2 separate regions of the Mus musculus genome follow, and region 2 is linked to region 1. The links are chromatin contacts, called in public promoter capture Hi-C maps. All regions are on one chromosome and are shown on one strand. The core of a region is the stretch at or near the end of the contact, and the rest is flanking DNA. Distances in the headings are between cores, read along the strand shown. Region 1 has its middle 15 kb from the start of Lats2. Region 2 overlaps Zdhhc20 (zinc finger, DHHC domain containing 20).

Region 1 (3,361 bases), core at 707-3,206:
GAAAGAGTAAGTTAGCCCTCCATCTCCTTCCTCCACCATCACCAGCTCCTTTCCTGCTAACTTAGAGCTAGTGCAGAAGCTGGTGCTCAGCTTGGTCCTCACACCTGAAGGGCAGTGTTCCCTAACACATCCTAAATGTGGGCAGTGCCCTCATGGCCTGGAGTTCCTAGATGGCGTAAAAAAAAAAAACGAGAGAGGGAGCAGAGAACCAGCATCCCCAGCTGTGGTTCACTGTGACCAGTGTCTCCCTCCTGTCATCATGTCTTCCCACCACTGTAGAGTGTTCTTCAACTGTGAGCCATAAGTCCTTCCCTCCTTAGCCACTTTTGTCAGGTGCCTAGTCACAGCAACACCCGTTCTACATAACACTCTGTCTGCGTATCAATGCACACAGCGTCTCTGACCAGCCTGAGACAATAAAGAAGGCTTCTCTCCTCCTATCTGAGAGCCACTCCAGGTCTTTCCCTCCCTGGTACTTCTGCAACCCAAACCTTGGATTTGGGAAAACACAATCCACTTTCACAAAATCCAGTATTGCCTGGCTGGTCTCAAACTCCTGATCCTTCAACCCTGGCGTCCCAACTGCCATGCCCAATTCCCTGTTGTTTTATCTTAACTGTGTATTTTGGTTGCTTAGAAATGTTAAAGTTGCCAGGCGTGGTGGCCCACACCTTTAGTCCCAGCACTTGGGAGGCAGAGGCAGATGGACTTCTGAGTTTGAGGCCAGCCTGGTCTACAGAGTGAGTTCCAGGACAGCCAGGGCTACACAGAGAAACCCTGTCTCAAAAAACCAAACCAAACCAAACCAAACCAAACCAAACCAAACAAACAAACAAAGAAATGTTAAAGTTGTATGCATTTACCATTCAATTAGAAAACTTCAGGGTGGGGGTGGGGGTGGGGGTGGGAGGAAAACAGCAGTGAAGCCAAGCCCCAGAGGTTGAATACACTCTGCCTTTTCTTAGCGTTTGTCCTATTGCCATCAAGCACCCGGTAGTTTAGAGTTGCCTTCAACCAAATGTCAGTTAATTACACAGTCACGGAATCTCAGTACTTCACACTTATCCAATGCAGTTCAGTGAAGTGGATGGTGCTTCTGATAACACAATAGAAATTAGATACTCGGGTGAAATTATAGTTCTCTGAGGCTAATTTGGGGGTGTGATTTTTAAATGTGTTTCCAGGCCTCTGGACCTGTGTTTGAATGACTTGAGCTGTCCCAGCACTGACCCCGCATGAGGTCTGTGCTCCTTGCTGGCGTTCTCTCCACAGTAGCTCCATTCAAGCTGTAGGTTCCAACTGGGCCCTCAGTTACTGTGCGATGCCTTCTGGGCACTTGAACCTTTGTTTGTATTTTGCTCTGAGCTTCTTGGTGGGTTGCTCTATAAAAAGCATCTGTCATTATTTCTTTTCTGTGTGGGACTCCCCCTCTCCCCTCTTCAGCTTATTCCATTCACTCTGTTCCAGTTCAATGGATCCCTCTGGCTGACATTCAGTCCTCTCCGATCTGACTAAATGACTAAACACCTACCGAAACAAAGTCTTGCACCAGCAGAGGGTTCTGGCCATTGCCAGGAAGATAGCCACAGTGGCTCTCATTTGCTCAGTGGACCCAGGAAGGCAGGTTCAAATATGAAACCTAGTTTCAAGGGAGCCTGGGCACCAACCACTGTTTTGTCTGCTCTATTTTTTGACAACTTGTAGGTAATGACTTCATTGCAAATTAACGTTCAGTGAATGATCCATTGCAAATAGCTGCCAGGGAATTCTGGGGGCCTTACCCCTCATGCTGGCATGTGTCCTCAGTCAGCCCACTTGGCACAGACCACGATGCCTATTAGATAGGAGGGCTGTTTCCTGGAGAAAAAGGGCAAATTCCTCTCAGCATTCCTTGTGGTGTGAGGAATGGCTTCTCAGAAGGAAGGAATTGCAATCATCCGACCAGTTTGCTTCACCCAGAGTCTCAATTTCCTGACATTCTGCAAGTTTTTCAATGACACATACTGTGAGCATGTGCACTGGAGAAGTTGGGTGCTGCCCGAAGCATTCTGTAAACACCATGCTGTGGGAACTCCTGCCCAAAGGGACCCTGAGGTGTGAGTTCCCACACATGTGGATCATTTTAATGTAACCTAAGCTGGCCTTGAACTCACAATCTTCCTGCTTTGACCTCCTCAGCATTATAGAGATTCTAGGCCTACATTATCAGGCCTGGCTTGGACTGGACGACTCTTAGCAAAGTACAGGACAAGCAGAGGACTTGCTTGTCTTTGATCAGTTCAGCTAACGATACAATAATATAAACACAAACCTATCAAGGAAGGAAGGAAAGAATAAAGGAGAGAGGGAGGGAAGGAAGGAGGGAAGGAAGAAGGAAAGGCAGGAAAGAGGAAAAGGAGGAGGGAGGAAGAGAGGGAGGGAGAGAGGAACGGAAGGAAGGGAAGGAGGAACAGGAGGGGGTAAGAAGGAAAGGAAGGGAGGGAGGCAGGAAGGGAGTGACATAATGTTATGGGTTCCCAACAGGTCACATTGTGTATTTCTAGTCTAACCTGTGCGTCCTGTTTCCTATCTCTGCATACTAGTTATCCGTGAACCAGAACCCCAAATTTCAGATCCTCCACAACAGGGTTCTCCTCTTGCCAAACAAAATACTTGTCAGGACTAAAAATGGTTTAAAATTAACTCCCCAGCTGCAGTCGTGACGTTCAGTTGGTGGTGTTCCTTTCTAAGGCTCGGGAACTTCCATTCAAAGTCCCCAAATTCTTTAGCATTCCTTGGCATGTACAGCTTGTAGGATTTAATATAGCGTAATAGACTTATTTAAAAAAAAACTATTCAAAAGCTACAGGATGTTTGTTGTAACTGTGCCTTACTTAAAAATCACCAAAATTGCCCTTTTTTAGAGGCTGTGTTCATAACTTCCAAGAACACGAAGCTCTGGGCTGTAATTGGCAGCACATGGGCCATCGCCTTCTGTACAATTCCATTTCCTCCTTCAAACTTGCTGCTAATAATTTGATTCATAAGACTGACTATTCACGGAAAGTTTCTAACCTCCCTTCTAGAATGTTCTTTCAGCTCTCAATGCTAAGCTTCTCTTGGATGAACGGTTTACTCAACACCTACTCTCCACCAGGGGTTTCTAGCTTGACCTCTTGACACTAGAGACAGCTGTGGATCTCTGCTTTACAGATGAGAAAAACAACATCCTAGAAGCTAAGAACTTTGGTCACCATTCCACTACTGACTGGTTGTGTTGGCTCCAAAGCTGGGATGGGTGGTATCCTTCTAGACATGCCTGCCTCTCAGACTAAAGGTCAGATACCACATGCCTCCATCCAAGGTCAGGGCGGCTCTTATT
Region 2 (3,247 bases), core at 510-3,009, 120 kb before region 1:
AATAAATAAATCTTAAAAAAAAAGAATCTGCCTGCTACCTGTAAGTGTCTATATTAGACTCAGGGATTCTGGGAAAGAAATATCCAGTATCTCATTAAAGAACTGATTATTTCTTCTGTTTCTTGAGCATGACTAAAGTGTGAGTGGGGTGGGCCCTTAGCCAGCGACTGAACCAGCTCAGCTTGAATGTTAGGTCTCCGCCCAGGCCAAGATTCCATTTCTACTCTTAATAGCATAGCTTCAAGAAAGAAAGAAATACAGGTTCTTACTGTGTAGCCTGGCTAACCTGGAACTTATCTGTAGACCAACCTGGCGTTTTCAGCTCACAGAGATCCACCTGCCTCCATCTCCTGAGCAGTGGGATCAAGATTGTGTACTAACACACCCTGATCTTCAGCAGGTTCAAACTTTGCTTTTTCTTAGTTTTGTTAGGTATTTAAAACAGTATATATATTTTAATTATATATTCTAGTTAATGGGGAAGTATATTGGCAGTGGAACAGAATGTGGTATTTAGAAATAGACAATCCTTACAAAAATCTAGAATGTGGTAAAGGTAGTGCCTCAGATCATGGAGGAAAAGATGGGACAACTGGTAAGAGACCACAGTAAGAGAGAAGCAGACCCGTGCCTCACTGTTCCAGGGTTTGATTACACGTGGGTAAATCTCATTTTCCTTCCTGTGTTTCCCTTGATTATAATCTGTCTTGCTTCTGAGGCGCTGTAGTGGAAGCTAGGCCTAGTGCCTGCTTTGCAAGACTTGTTCCACTGGCCTTGTACTTTGACTAGTGAAGGATAAATGGAAAGAGTTCCCTGTGGCCTCACCCAGATTTGCTGCATGTTGTTTCTCCCTCACTGCTTCCTTTAGTCATCGTCTCCTGAGTGTTTGAGAGTAAGCTGTGCATGCCATTTGCCTTCACTGTAAATGTTAACATGTTTGCCAAAGCTTTTGTACATTTGTATTGTATTTGAGCATATACTCGTTTGTCCCCAGACAGTTCATTTCTGCTGTTATGTTTGAACCTTAAATGAGAGAAAACATTTGTCATTCTGTGTTAGCTAATTTGTATAATGTGATTATCTCCATTTCTGTAAACAGCATAACTTTGTTCTTTCTCCTGCTTCACCATCCAGTCAGGGTTACACATTAAAGATGGACATGGTAGTTCATGCCTGCAGTCTCAGCACTCAGGCAGAGACAGGATTGTGAGTTCAAGGCCAACTTCTGTGTAGTGGCTCAAGAGCTCTTTGAGTTGTGAGTTATGTAGTGAGTACAAGGCCAGTCTCTACTACATAGTGAGTTCCCATCTCATAGAACAAAGTTGGTTGTGAGGATGCATAAGAACCTTGGTTTGAGCCACAAATCTGCAAATAAAAAAGGGGGGACTCACAAATTATAGCTGTCCTTTAGTGCCTTTAGTGAAGTGTAACTGTGGCATTTTTAAAATCACAGGCATGCTGTGTAGGATGTCCTTCAGTTTGGTTTCCTTATGATTAGATAGAGTAGCCTGGAGCAGGAGTGCTACAGAAATGATGCTGTGTCACTTTTTAACTCTGTTCACCACTTGAGATGATGTGTGCCAGGTTTTTCATCTGTTAAAGGTGCAATTTTCCTTTTTGTCAGTGTTCTGGTAGGCTTGAATTCCACCGAGCAGATTTGCCTTCTAGGAAGGACTGCTCAGCTGTGGCAAGCGTGGCCAGCAGGCTACAGCCAAGCTCTTTCTGTGTGACTTGCCTCACCCAAGGTCACATCCTTCCTGGCACAGTCTGCCTGCAGTGAGAGAGCTGGAGCTGAGCTGCTCCCTGCAGAGTTCCCTGCTGTGTCACTGCAGAACCTCTGCTGTACTTACAGAGTGTTGTTCCCTTGGCTCTGTCCCACAGTACGTCACCTTTTTGTCCTGTTACATTCCCCAGAAAATAGGTGGCACCTCAGTACAGGGGAACGCCAGGGCCAAGAAGTGGGAGTGGGTGGGTGGAGGAGTGGGGGGGGGGGTATAGGGACTTTGGGATAGCATTGGAAATGTAAATGAGGAAAAATACCTGGTAATAGTAATAATAAAGTAAAGGCTGTTAAGGGCAGGCCTTGTTGGCTACATTTGTGACGGTTTGAGATCAGCTTGTAAAGTGCTTGCCTAGAGCGCATGTAACCCTGGGTTTGAGTCTTAGGACTCTAAACAGAATGTGGTAGTGCTTACCTCAAATTTCAGTATTTATCCTCAGCCATGCAGAGTGTTCAAAGTCAGCTTGGGCCACTGGAGAACCCTGTCTGAAAAACAGAAACTGTAGGCATCAGTTATAATTAAAAACATTAGTGTAGACTTCTGAGCTATTTTATCTTTAAAGTTGCTTATACAGGCTGGAGAGGTGGCTCAGTGGTTAAGAGCACTAACTTTCAGAGGTCCTGAGTTCAACTCCCAGCAACCACACCATGGCTCACAACTACCTGTAATAGGTTCTGATGCCCTCTTCTGGTATGTCTGAAAAGAGCTACAGTGCACTCATATAAATAAAATTAAAAAAAAAAAAAGTGCATACACAGGCCAGGCATGGTGGTACAGATCTTTAATCCCAGCACCTGGGAGGCAGAAGAAGGAAGATTTCTGAGTTCAAGGCCAGCCTGGTTTACACAGTGAGTTCCAGGACAATCTAGTCCTAGACTAGATAGACTGTTTTAAACAGGAACAAAAAAAAGTATACATAGTGGGCTGGAGAGGTGGCTCCCCACTTAGAGTACTGATGCTCTTCAGAGCCAGTTTGAAGCCACATGAATACAGCCAACCATGCACACTTCCAACCATGCACACTTCCAACCATGCACACTTCCAACCATGCACACTTCCAACTCCAGAAGATTTTGACTCCTGACCTCCAAAGACATGAGCTGTGCCTGTGGTCTATAGACATATTGCAAATACAGCACTCATACACAAAATAGTATTTTAAAGTACATAAACTGTAGAAGTTCATCACCAAGAGAAAAGGATGTGACCTGTTGACATACTAGACTGTCATTTACTAGAAAATTCCAATGACTTCTCAAAAAAAAGCCACTAGAACTAAACTGTGAATTTAGCAAGATAAGATAGAAGGTCAGTAAAACTTATTTGTATTTCTAGTGCTACTTTTTCTAATAACATCAAAAACAGAAGGTTAGGAATGAATCTAGCAAGTATACTGGTGGGATAGAAATCTAAAATGGAGATAGCATATTAATTGAATCTCAGATAGTAGTATGAAGATATCTGTT

What was found. Capture Hi-C pulls out chosen DNA fragments and counts their contacts.
Region 2: a contact with region 1 is called in a promoter capture Hi-C map of adipose tissue. The contact joins two enhancer-like sites. A contact is called at or near these places in 3 of 39 promoter capture datasets (the C10 cell line, embryonic stem cells and stem cell-derived epiblast-like cells), 1 of 484 Hi-C or Micro-C datasets (epidermal suprabasal cells), 1 of 115 datasets of contacts at active chromatin or transcription factors (effector CD8 T cells) and 3 of 9 other capture datasets (adipose tissue, liver and pancreatic islet).

Annotation. Positions count from the first base shown.
Region 1 is chr14:57,759,171-57,762,531 of GRCm38.p6, reverse strand. No RefSeq gene overlaps it. Among named protein-coding and RNA genes, the nearest start is that of Lats2, 15 kb to the right of the region's middle. Within about 2 kb of position 1,956, at least 58 of the 459 cell types and tissues checked have an H3K27ac peak or open chromatin away from gene starts, as enhancers often do. A contact at or near this core is called in adipose tissue, where this site is marked.
Region 2 is chr14:57,880,508-57,883,754 of GRCm38.p6, reverse strand. The region is part of intron 1 of Zdhhc20 (zinc finger, DHHC domain containing 20); the gene reads left to right. Among named protein-coding and RNA genes, the nearest start is that of Zdhhc20, 8.2 kb to the left of the region's middle. Within about 2 kb of position 1,759, at least 122 of the 459 cell types and tissues checked have an H3K27ac peak or open chromatin away from gene starts, as enhancers often do. A contact at or near this core is called in adipose tissue, where this site is marked.